Linked DNA regions of Hordeum vulgare: region 1 is linked to region 2. Evidence: chromatin contacts called from public Hi-C data. All regions are on one chromosome and are shown on one strand. The core of a region is the stretch at or near the end of the contact, and the rest is flanking DNA. Distances in the headings are between cores, read along the strand shown. Region 1 has its middle 54 kb from the start of LOC123440798. Region 2 holds the start of LOC123440797 (nuclear transcription factor Y subunit B-1-like).

Region 1 (5,209 bases), core at 1,716-4,215, 150 kb after region 2:
CGGTCTATCCAAACATTTGAGACGATACGAGGGGTCTAATTGTAGATGTTGTAACCGCTTTGAGGTTGAGGGATCGTCCAGAGATACAACGAGCATGTTTGTGTCGCGCACTCGTGCTGTGATGAGTGTTTTGATCCGCGAGGGGAAATGATTAGGCAGTTGGCTGCATCGACCTGTATAAGAGCTGCTCAGAGATCGAAACTGAGAGAGAAACTTGACCCAAATTAGGCAGTTGGCTGATGCTGATTAGCCAGCATGAAAAGCCTCCCAACGTTGGCATGTACACATGTGCTTATTGGCGAGCACAGCCGTCCGTCCGTCCATGGACGGGGAAAACGTGCGCCCTGCAAGTCTGCATCAGTATGCGCAGTAGCGGCTGTCGATGGATCGACCGACGCGGACCTGCCAGCACTGCGCCTGCGTGCTTCGCTATTCCCGCACAGCCCGCGCCGCGGCACTACTGCGGGCGGCAGGCGCGGCGATTGGGCGAGCGCCGCTGCATGCCTGCAGGGAGACCGGCCGGCCATAGCCAGGGCGCCACAGCCACTGGCCAGCGCATGTGATTCACAGGATGATGCAACCATGCGTGCATCACGTCGCGGGCCCGCTGCTGCCTGCATGCGCACTTTCTAGCGATTCTCTGAAACCACGTCTGCTGTAATTCAAACACCTCCAAAATTGAAGATCGACGGTAGAAAGGATACTGGTTCAAATGATTTCGCCCCGTCCGCTGGATCCAACGCCCATCCTTCTTCTTCTTCTTCCTCCTCCTCCTCCTCCTCATGCCACCCCTCTCTCGCACGTCCAAATTAGTCGAGGTTTTCTTTTTCTTTCGAGAAATTGTCTATTTATCTTTAATCATAAAAGTATAACCAACATAAAAAATAATAAAAATTATATTCAGATACGTATACAACTTAACGACGACTACAAGCACTGAAGCGAGTCAAAAACGCGCCATTGTCATCGCCCCTCCGTCGATGGAGGCAGGAAAACTTGTTGTAGTAGACAACCAAAACACCATCATGTTAAGGCCTCAAAGGACCAACGCACCAGAACAAGAACCACCGCCAATGAAGAAAAACGTAGATCAAAAGAATCCAACCTGAAGGCACACAAACAAAGACGAAGAAAGAACAGATCCATACAGATTCATGAAAGACAACCACCGACCGAATCCGACGAGATCCGTCGAAGATACAACTTCACACGTCTTCCTACGATTCTAAACACACCATCAAAAAGGGGCAAGACTGAAAGAAACTTATTCCATCTTTAGGGCTGCGTCACCATATCGTCTTCCTAAACGGAACACGAAATCCTTCAATCGGCAAGGATCGGAATATATCATACACCCATTACACTAAGTCACATGAGACGGTACGGAAGGCAAAAACCCTAGCCGCCTTTCTTGGAAGGAGAGACGAATGGAGAGGAAATATCCGCTCGGTCGAGATTTTTCCTCCCATACAAGCAGTGGAGCGAGATGGGCGCGGCCGCCCCGACTCTCCGACGATGGAGCGGGATATCTTCCGTGCCTAGCGACCTTCGACGCAGGGTAATGAAGCTTCATCGTCATTTATGGCGCCGGCAAACTTTAACTTTTAGATCCGTCGCTGCCTACAAGGGCACTGCCAGCGCGAGGTCTTGGCGTATCCCCGGCTCGGGCTCGGGGCTAAAGTACGTACGTGTGTTTCGGGATGCAAACTACGCGGTACGACCCTGCTTGCCGGCGACACTCGCAGCCGCAGCATGCTGCACGGCCGTGCGGGACGATGGATCCGAGGAAAGGATTGGCCGGCGGCGAGAGAGCCTTTCCGGTGTGGTTCAACGTACCCGTGTCGCGCGCTAGCCGCCGGGGACGTCATCCTCTAATTTTCTCGGGGTAAACAGATGCCTGTAGTGCACCTGCACGTACAGAAACAGTCATGCATGTACCATCTACTTAATCTGCACTGCTAAGCCCGACTCCTACCCACATGCTTGTGTCCCGATTTTGTCCATTTGAAACATGAAACGCACGCCCGTGTCCCGTTTTCACCGTCCACCGGTAGGCGCATCTAACGCGTACGTGGCCGCGCCCCAAACTATGTCCGTTTTGCTGTTCAAAAAAAAAAAAAAACTATGTCCGTTTTGGACTTTAGAAAGGGAAAAAAGGCATTGTAAAAATAGTTAAATATATTACAATGACTTATTTCAAAAGTTCATGATAGTCATGGCTCGCACATACTATTTCCGTTTCTAAATATAATTCCTTTTAGAGATTTCACTACACATTATACACGAATGTATGTACACATACTTTAGATTATAGATTTATTTATTTTATTCTGTATGTAGTCCGTAGTGAATCGGACGGTCCATGAAATGGCCGGACTGCCACGAAAGGAGGAGAAGGAGGTGAGCGGGGGCGAGGATAGCTCCGACGACAAAGCCGATCCGGCTCGATCCGTACTGCGTCTTCAACCGGTAAGTCCAAAACAAGGACAACAATGGCCCCAGAAGGAAAAGGGCAGCCGCGGATAACCTACACCATATGCAAACATGCTAAATTTTGATAGTCCGATGACATGTTTGTTAGTGATGGAATAGCCGGACAGGATGTGTAATGCGTCGATGTAATAGTCACATGAATTGTATGAATTTGAGATATAAAATTTAAGGTATCTAAATATAGGATGCATTATTAAAGATGTGACCTGTCTGTGTGGACGTGTCCGGGTCCGGGTGTAGATGCTCTAAGCGCAGATAGCTGCTGCACCGGGCCTCTGCTCTACTGCTGCTATAGTAACAAGTGCCAGCCACAGGAGCGGGTATCATTTATTTCACGTTTTGTTTTTGCACCCGCATCGTGCGAAAACAAAAAAAATCCTCGAAAAAGGAGGTTGTGCGGACGTGGTGGTATCTACGTACGACAACGCACTTTGAAAGCGACCTCAACAGGGTTTCAGGCCTGTGATGCATGCAGTTCGTGTAAAGCTGTATGTGTCAATCTCTTCGCCAGAGCCAGGCAGTTCATCATGGTGCGTGGGGTGGGCACACCAAATGCCTGCTTTAAGTTTCAAGGCTGCCAACGTGCGCGGCGCCAACTTTTTTTGAGATCAATTCCCGAAAAAAGAAGAGATTATTTTGAGATCGAGATTGCAATGATGTGCCATGCCGGGTTAAATTTCAGCCTATGCAAGATCATTTATTTTTTTTATTTTTTTATTTTAAGATCATGATCTTTTGTTTTTCATTATCTACTCTCACTATACCATAATACTTGTCGTTCGAAAATTTGCATTGGTTTTTACTAACAACAAATCTTTAGGTACATCGAAAGAAGAATCTTTTAGAAAACGCACGATCGCAATATTACTTGTATTATTTTTTTAGACAATCTTACGATGCTTTTATTTGAGTCGTCACAATATTTACATAGATACAAGTAGAATCACCGGATTGCCTGACAAAAGATGACGGTCAACCGCAAGTAACAGAATATGCTTTTCTAAATTATAAGCCTCGGTATTCGAGCTCCTATACTCGGGACTACAAATGCAACTAGTGAAAAAAATAAAATGACCCATGATTTCTCTAATGATGGCATTGCAACAAGTACCGCTTCTCAGCTTCATATCATCGATGAAATTTTGCAGTCAGATGCAACATATATTCTCCGTTCATAAAAGATCGCCTGCTAAAGATAGCGCTTCACGGCCTGCTAGGGCTTCCAAGGCTTTTGGGTCTATAACTCCAACCCAAGTGATCGTCGAGGCACCAATGAAAATCCCCCGTGTGTCCCTGCAAACAACATCTACAGATCCCACGAGGCATTCCTAATTAGGGCCGCATCCACATTTATTTTGCTCATTCCTTCCGGCGGTGCAATACGCCAGTTTGGCCGAACTCGAGCATTTGATCTCCCTGTTGTTGATTTCTCCAAAACATTCAAATCGGCTATGAAAGAATTAATGATTTGGCCCAAGAGCCTCACCTCTCGGTAGCTTTGTATACGGGGAACTCCTTGAAATCACTAATAAGGGGTACCCCTTCCAAAGGACATTCACGCCTTCACAGAAAAATGGCGCACTGCGCGAAGTTTTCTGTTTTTTCAGGCATTCATTTATTCAAAATGTTTTATCTCTGAAATTGCATGTCCAAATCGCAAACCATTTTCACTACTGGATTTCTCGCATCGAGATCTTTGAAACCAGATACAATGTTGATAGGTTCCCACGAACTTTTTTCATGAAAAAACTGAGAAAAGAAATTGACAGAAAAAAATGAGCCACAAGCATGAATTTTCTTCATATTTTCCCCTTTCCAAAAGGCACATCTGTCCCTCTCGCGGAAGCAAATATGTATCTCTTTCGGAATAAGAAAAAAAAACTTGTCGTTTCCCTTTTCAAGCTTGTTGCGTAAGAAAAATAGTGTTTTTCTTTCCTTTCCAAGTTGTGCCTCTCGCGAAAACAAACGTATGTCTACACAATAAGCAAATTTGTGCCTCTCACGGAAGAATATAAGGTGTTTTTCTCCTTTTTGAGTTGTGCCTCTTGAGGAAGCAAATATGTGCCTCCACGAGAACCAAATATGTGCCTCTCGCAAAAAAACGTATTTTTCTTTCTGAATTGTGCTTCTCTCGGAAGCAAAGAAAATGGTTTTCTTTTCTTTTTGAGAGACATCGGAAGAAAATATGTGCCTCCATAAAAAGCAAATTTGTGCATCACGCGAAAGCAAAAGAACACATTTATTTTCTTTTCCGATGGGCAGCAAAGGGCACCTGCGCTCCACGAGAAACAAGTTTATGCGTCCAGTAGAAGCAAAAAAGAAAATACTTTTTATCGAGAGATACAATTGGGTCTCTTGTGGAAGCAAATCTATGCCTCCCTGAGAAACAAATTTGTGATTCTCATGGAAGCCAAAAAACACATTTTTCGTGCTATTCTCACATTTATCGAGAGATACAATTGGGCCTTTCGTGGAAGCAAATCTATGCCTCCCCAAGAAACAAATTTGTGATTCTCATGGAAGCCAAAAAACACATTTTCGTGCTATTCTCACATTTATCGAGAGATACAATTGGGCCTCTTGTGGAAGCAAATCTATGTCTTCCCGAGAAACAAATTTGTGGTTCTCATGAAAGGCAAAAAACACATTTTTCGTGCTATCCCCCCCCCAACACCCACACACACAAAAACCCTAGGAAACCCTGTCCCCAAAAGAA
Region 2 (5,181 bases), core at 537-3,036:
CGCCTTCGGTTTGCTTTAGTGCTTTAGTCGTTGCTAGGTGGTCTATAGATCTGAATGTATTTTTTATTATTTTTAATGTTCATGGTACTGTCATGATCGAAGATGAATAGATAGAGAGTTTTTCGTAAAAAAATAAATTAATTTGGATTTTTTATAGCTGATAGCGATAGTACATTTAATGTGCTGAACATTGCTGGTGTGCAAAAGATTATATACTTATTGTTACTTTTTGAGATGTTACTTGTACTTTGATACTACGTACTTTACGTTAAATAAACGGCTGTGTGCATCGATGGATATAGAGGCCGGTGGTATTTCTCTTTTTTGGAAAAAAAAATCAAAAAATCCCTCAAACTACACAAACTTTGAGGTATATACTACTGCTTGAAAAGTTAATTCTCAGAAAATTTCCTCAGCGTGTATGACTGTATATATGGATGAGCTCACTGCTTGCAAAGAGTATCCATTTTTTCCGAAAAGGGGAAACCTCCTGCCTATGCACCTTGCGATGAACACATCGAGGAGTAATATGAATTAATTAGTTAACCCAATCATATCGGAATTAAGCTAGCTAGCAGGAAAAAACAAAGGCACATTGATAAATTGAAATTGATCTACAATCTTAATCACTGAGCTCGGAAAACAATTAACTTGAACTGCTTAGTCTGGTGCGCAGCTAGAATTAATTAGCCACAAAAATATTACTAGTAATCTGGACACCTAATCAGATCGAATCGATCATGCACCATTCTCCAATTAATTCCAACTCCGCCGTGTCGCGGTCGCCGGCCCCGGCCGTCGTCGTCGCCGTCATCCTAGTGATCCTCTTCCTTTAGTTGTCTTTGATCGATCTCCAACACACAACACATTAATTAACCAGACGAACAACTACTCTTCTCTGCTACCCACTAGCAGCTAGCTACTCCTAATTCTGCCACTAGCTAGCTGGTCACCTCTCTAATAAGAAAATGGAGAGAGCAATTAAGGTGTAGCTAGCTAGCCAGCCCTTGCGGCATGGATCAAGCAAGAAGATGGACGCGTGCCTGATCTGATGGAGTAGGTATTAGCTGCTAGTTCAAAACTGCCTGCCGGCGCCGGGGCCGGTGTTATCCCTCCTGTCCATGGCTTCGAACATGAAATTACCGGAGCCGCTGGCGCCGGCGCCGGAGGTGGAGGCGTCGGGGACGGGGAGGCCCCCGCGGGAGGAGGCGGCGGCCGCGGCGCGGTCGCCCTCGAGCTCGCGGAACTTGAGGAGGTACCTGCGCATGGGGTCGACGTAGTCGTCGAAGCCGAGCGCCGAGAAGGCCCAGCAGACGTCGTCGCCGTTGACGGTCTTGCGCTTCTCCTTGTGGCACTTGTCGGAGGCCTCCCCGGTGACGAAGCTGATGAACTCGGACACGCACTCCTGCATCGTCTCCTTGGCCTCCTTGGAGACCTTGGCGTTGGGGGGCAGCACCTGCTTCATGATCCGCCCCACGTTGGCGATGGGCAGCAGCCGGTCCTGCTCCTTGATCCCCTGGTCCCCGGACCCGCCGCCGCCGTGCAGCAGCTCCGGAGGGCTGCCACCGCCGCCGCCACTGCCGCTGCCGCCGCCGAGCTGGGTATAGTGGTGGTGGTGGTCGGCCATCGATCGATCTGCTCGATCTGCGCTCGCCTGTCTCGATCTTTTATATGGGAATTGAATGGACTGGACACGGTGTGGGGCGGTGCAGTACAGGAGCGTGGCGAGGGGAGCTACTTTTCGTCTCGCCGTGGTGCTTACACTTGTAACCGGCTAGTGGCGGAGCGGGTACATATATAAATGAATGAGGAGGGAGAATATGCTGGGCTGTGTTGGTGGCTGGGCTGGGGCGCGTTGAAACGTCTCCGCCTGCGGGCTGGTGCTCCTGCTCCCCTCTGTGTTGCTCTGTCCGTCTGGGTGAGGGTGACGACGACGACGACTGGCTCAGTGGCTGCAACCCCTGCAAACCTGCGCACGTACTCCACTACTGTGGCTAGCCTAAGCCACCCAGCGGCCGGGAGCTGGCCTTCCTTAATCATGCACGCGGCGGTGCTCAGGCCCGCGCGCGCGCCGGCCGGCCTGCCTAACTGACTCGTTGATTTGTTTTCCATTTCATTGTTTGTTAATGGCCGGCCCCGTGCTAATGCAGTGTCTTCGACCGCCATACGGAGGGTATTTCGTTTCCTCAAATGGCATTATATGCCCTAAGGGAGGACCTGAAACTGCTAGGACACAGAATCAGAGACAAACATGTTGTTTGTTTTCAGGATTGGATATCAGTGAACTTCAAAAAAAAAAAAAAATCATTGATAGTCGTTTGTGTACTCTTCAATGCCTTTTTTTGTCGGCACCCCCTTCCTTTTCTCCTCTATCTTGTAACATACTTACTATTTTAATGAAAATTACCATAGAACGATTGTTTCTACAGTTGGGGGCATAAAAAATGGCATTAGTTAGCACTTAATTGAAAACCTGGCCTCACCCAAATCATTGTGTTTGTTTTTTGCATAACATGATGCAAAGGTCGGGGTATATCCTCATTTTTGAAAAAATGTTGTTCTTCTTCTGGTAGTTGGCCTAGTTTCGATATTTTGGCACGAGATCCACTAGTGCATTATGCTTATGCTTTGGGCACCATGTGCCAATGTTGTTGGCTAAGACACCATCTCGTGGCATCTCCAATGCAAGCCTTCAAAACGGAAACCGCAAATATCCGCGAACATATTCACATACATGATAGGGGAGGTAGGCATCCAACGCTATGCTCAAAATATGGAGAGAGTGGACCACATCGTTGCTTTTGGATGAAGATGCATGTGTGGTGGGAGAGGAAGAGAGAGGGAGGGAGAGGGAGAGGGAGAGGGAGAGGGAGAGAGAGAGAGGATGCCACATGATTGCTTTTGGTTTGACATGTGGATGTACAAACACACACAAAATGTCCTCAAGTTTGTGGCTAGTATAACGAAAATGCACATGTGGACTGGTTTGCAAACATTTAGGGTACCGTGTTGGATGGCAAAAACATCCTGGACAACACGTTCTAGACACACATGGACACTTTGAGGGTCCGCTTCACAGTTGCCTTAGTTGGCGTCGTATATTCATCGTGGGTGCCACTTAATGCACATGGTTCTTTTATGGGAACCTTTGACATAGGTGCTAGATGTAAAAAATGACCAATACCCTCACCTTGTTTCAAAATCATTTCAACTCCCACATTCCATGTAGGGATGGTAATGGCTACCCATTAAGCATGTACCCTGCACGTAAAACCACTATTGGGGTAAGGGTATGAAAGAAAAAGTTACCATGAGTATATAAATAGGGAAATCTAAAACCCATCAGATAGAGCGGTTACGTGTATGAGATCATATAACCCATACCCATATACCATGCACGAATATAAAATCTGACAAATATCACTACTATGGAAATGCTTATAGATAGAACATCAGTAGTAGCGCTTGAAAATATGTAGCGCTGCTACTAATTAGCAGTAGCTAGATTTGGACAACGCTACAAGTGATGCCTTAGCAGTAGCGCTGTAAATGTAAGCAGCCCTACTACTAAGTGGGACCTAACGAGTCCACCAATGCTAGCTGTAGTAGCAGCGCTGTCCAAAATACCACACTATTGCTAAGCACGTTAGCAGTAGCGCGCCAGCTGGCATAAAGCGCTACTGCTAAGTGGGAGCCAACGAGTCCACTGACGCTAGCTATAGTAGTAGCGCTGCCCAAAATACCACGGTACTGCTAAGCACGTTAGCAGTAGCGTCGGCTGACATAAAGCGTTGCTGCTAAGTGGAACCCAATGAGTCCACCGACGCTAGATGTAGTAGTAGCGCTGCCCAAAATACATCGCTACTACTAAGCACCTTAGCAGTAGCGCTGGTTGGAATACGGTGCTGCTGCTAGGCGTGGCTGGTGCCACCTTTTCACCCACCCACTCTCCCCTCCCCCTCCCCCCCCCCTTTGACATGTCCCCTCCTTTCCCCTCTCCCCTCTCTAAGTTACTTCTTCACCATTATTGCCCTTCTTCTCTCTTCCTTCTACCTCTCTTCTTTTTCCAAGAATGCTCCCTCCACCATAATTTTCCTTCATAAATGGCCTTTCTTCTCTATCTTCCTCATTTATTTGGCTCTCCCTCCTTCCATACATATATATCCATTTCCCACTCCTAGATTCGTCTTATAGGTACCTAACTCATCTCTGTCCCTCTCCATTAGTTAGCTAGAGTCATCTCTCCTCCCCACAACTAGATCTAGCTAGATATAGCCATCCACTTTCGATCCCTAATTAAGGTAGCGAAGGCCTCATCTATCCGTGGTCGATCTCTCTTGGGACATAGGTGAGTAAAAAGTTGTAGATTTCAAGAATGGTAATATGGGTGTTTGCGATATGAAGGGATTTGTGCAAGTGACAGGCCCCCTGAGTTGCTGATGTTTTGCCGAAATCTTGATTTATTTCTGTTTCGGCGAATTTAGAGAAAACTCGATATGCCCTATTTTTAGGTAAGGTCATGCCAAATTTTTGTATGACTTTGATGCATGCATTTTGTTTATAATCCTTTTGCTTGTTATACCATGCAGTCGGTCATGAAGGTGAGTCGAAGGAAGGTGGAGCGGTACTTGCAATCCGCGGTTAAGGACATGTATGCTAACAAACGGACTGGGATTAGATGTCCGTGTACAAGATGCAAAGGAGTCATTTTGGCCCCCTTTGGTCGTGGCTGTTTGAAGGCGCACCTGCTCATTAATGGTTTCATGGATGGCTATACTTGGTGGATAAGTGAATATGATGATGAGGACATCCACATGGCAAGGAATAAGGACATGGGGCTAGAGGAAGAGATGACCATGGACACGAAGACGATGGCGTCGGACATGGCAGCGGGGAAAAGTCCGGACATGGCGGCAGAGAAGATTCCATACACGGAGAAGAAGAGTCCGGACATGGCGAAGAAGAGTCAGGACATGGCGGAGAAGAGGCGGTGGACACACCGCAGTCTTCGACGCTACTAAGTTCAGTCATGCAAGACCCTCATGTTCGGGACCTGCTTTGCAAGTGTACAACTAGCGAGAGAGCTGCTTCTAGAGAGGAGGCCAAGCAAGTGCAACTAGAAGTAGACTCGAAGACTCCATTGTATGATGTTTGCGATCCCGAGGTGACCCGCTTGAGTTT

What was found. Hi-C and Micro-C count contacts between places; a contact is called where the count stands out from the background.
Region 1: a contact with region 2 is called in a Hi-C map of leaf, with 6 times the contacts expected there. The contact joins the enhancer-like site here to the promoter of LOC123440797 in region 2. A contact is called at or near these places in 2 of 6 Hi-C or Micro-C datasets (leaf and seedling).

The regions. Positions count from the first base shown.
Region 1 is chr3H:584,992,911-584,998,119 of MorexV3_pseudomolecules_assembly, forward strand. It overlaps the pseudogene LOC123442107. Among protein-coding and RNA genes, the nearest start is that of LOC123440798, 54 kb to the right of the region's middle. Within about 2 kb of position 2,966, at least 3 of the 3 cell types and tissues checked have open chromatin away from gene starts, as enhancers often do. A contact at or near this core is called in leaf and seedling, where this site is marked.
Region 2 is chr3H:584,839,583-584,844,763 of MorexV3_pseudomolecules_assembly, forward strand. It overlaps LOC123440797 (nuclear transcription factor Y subunit B-1-like), which reads right to left and starts at 1,787. Exons shown (of 1, transcript XM_045117344.1): 1 at 990-1,787. The coding sequence starts at 1,627. The coding sequence ends at 1,076.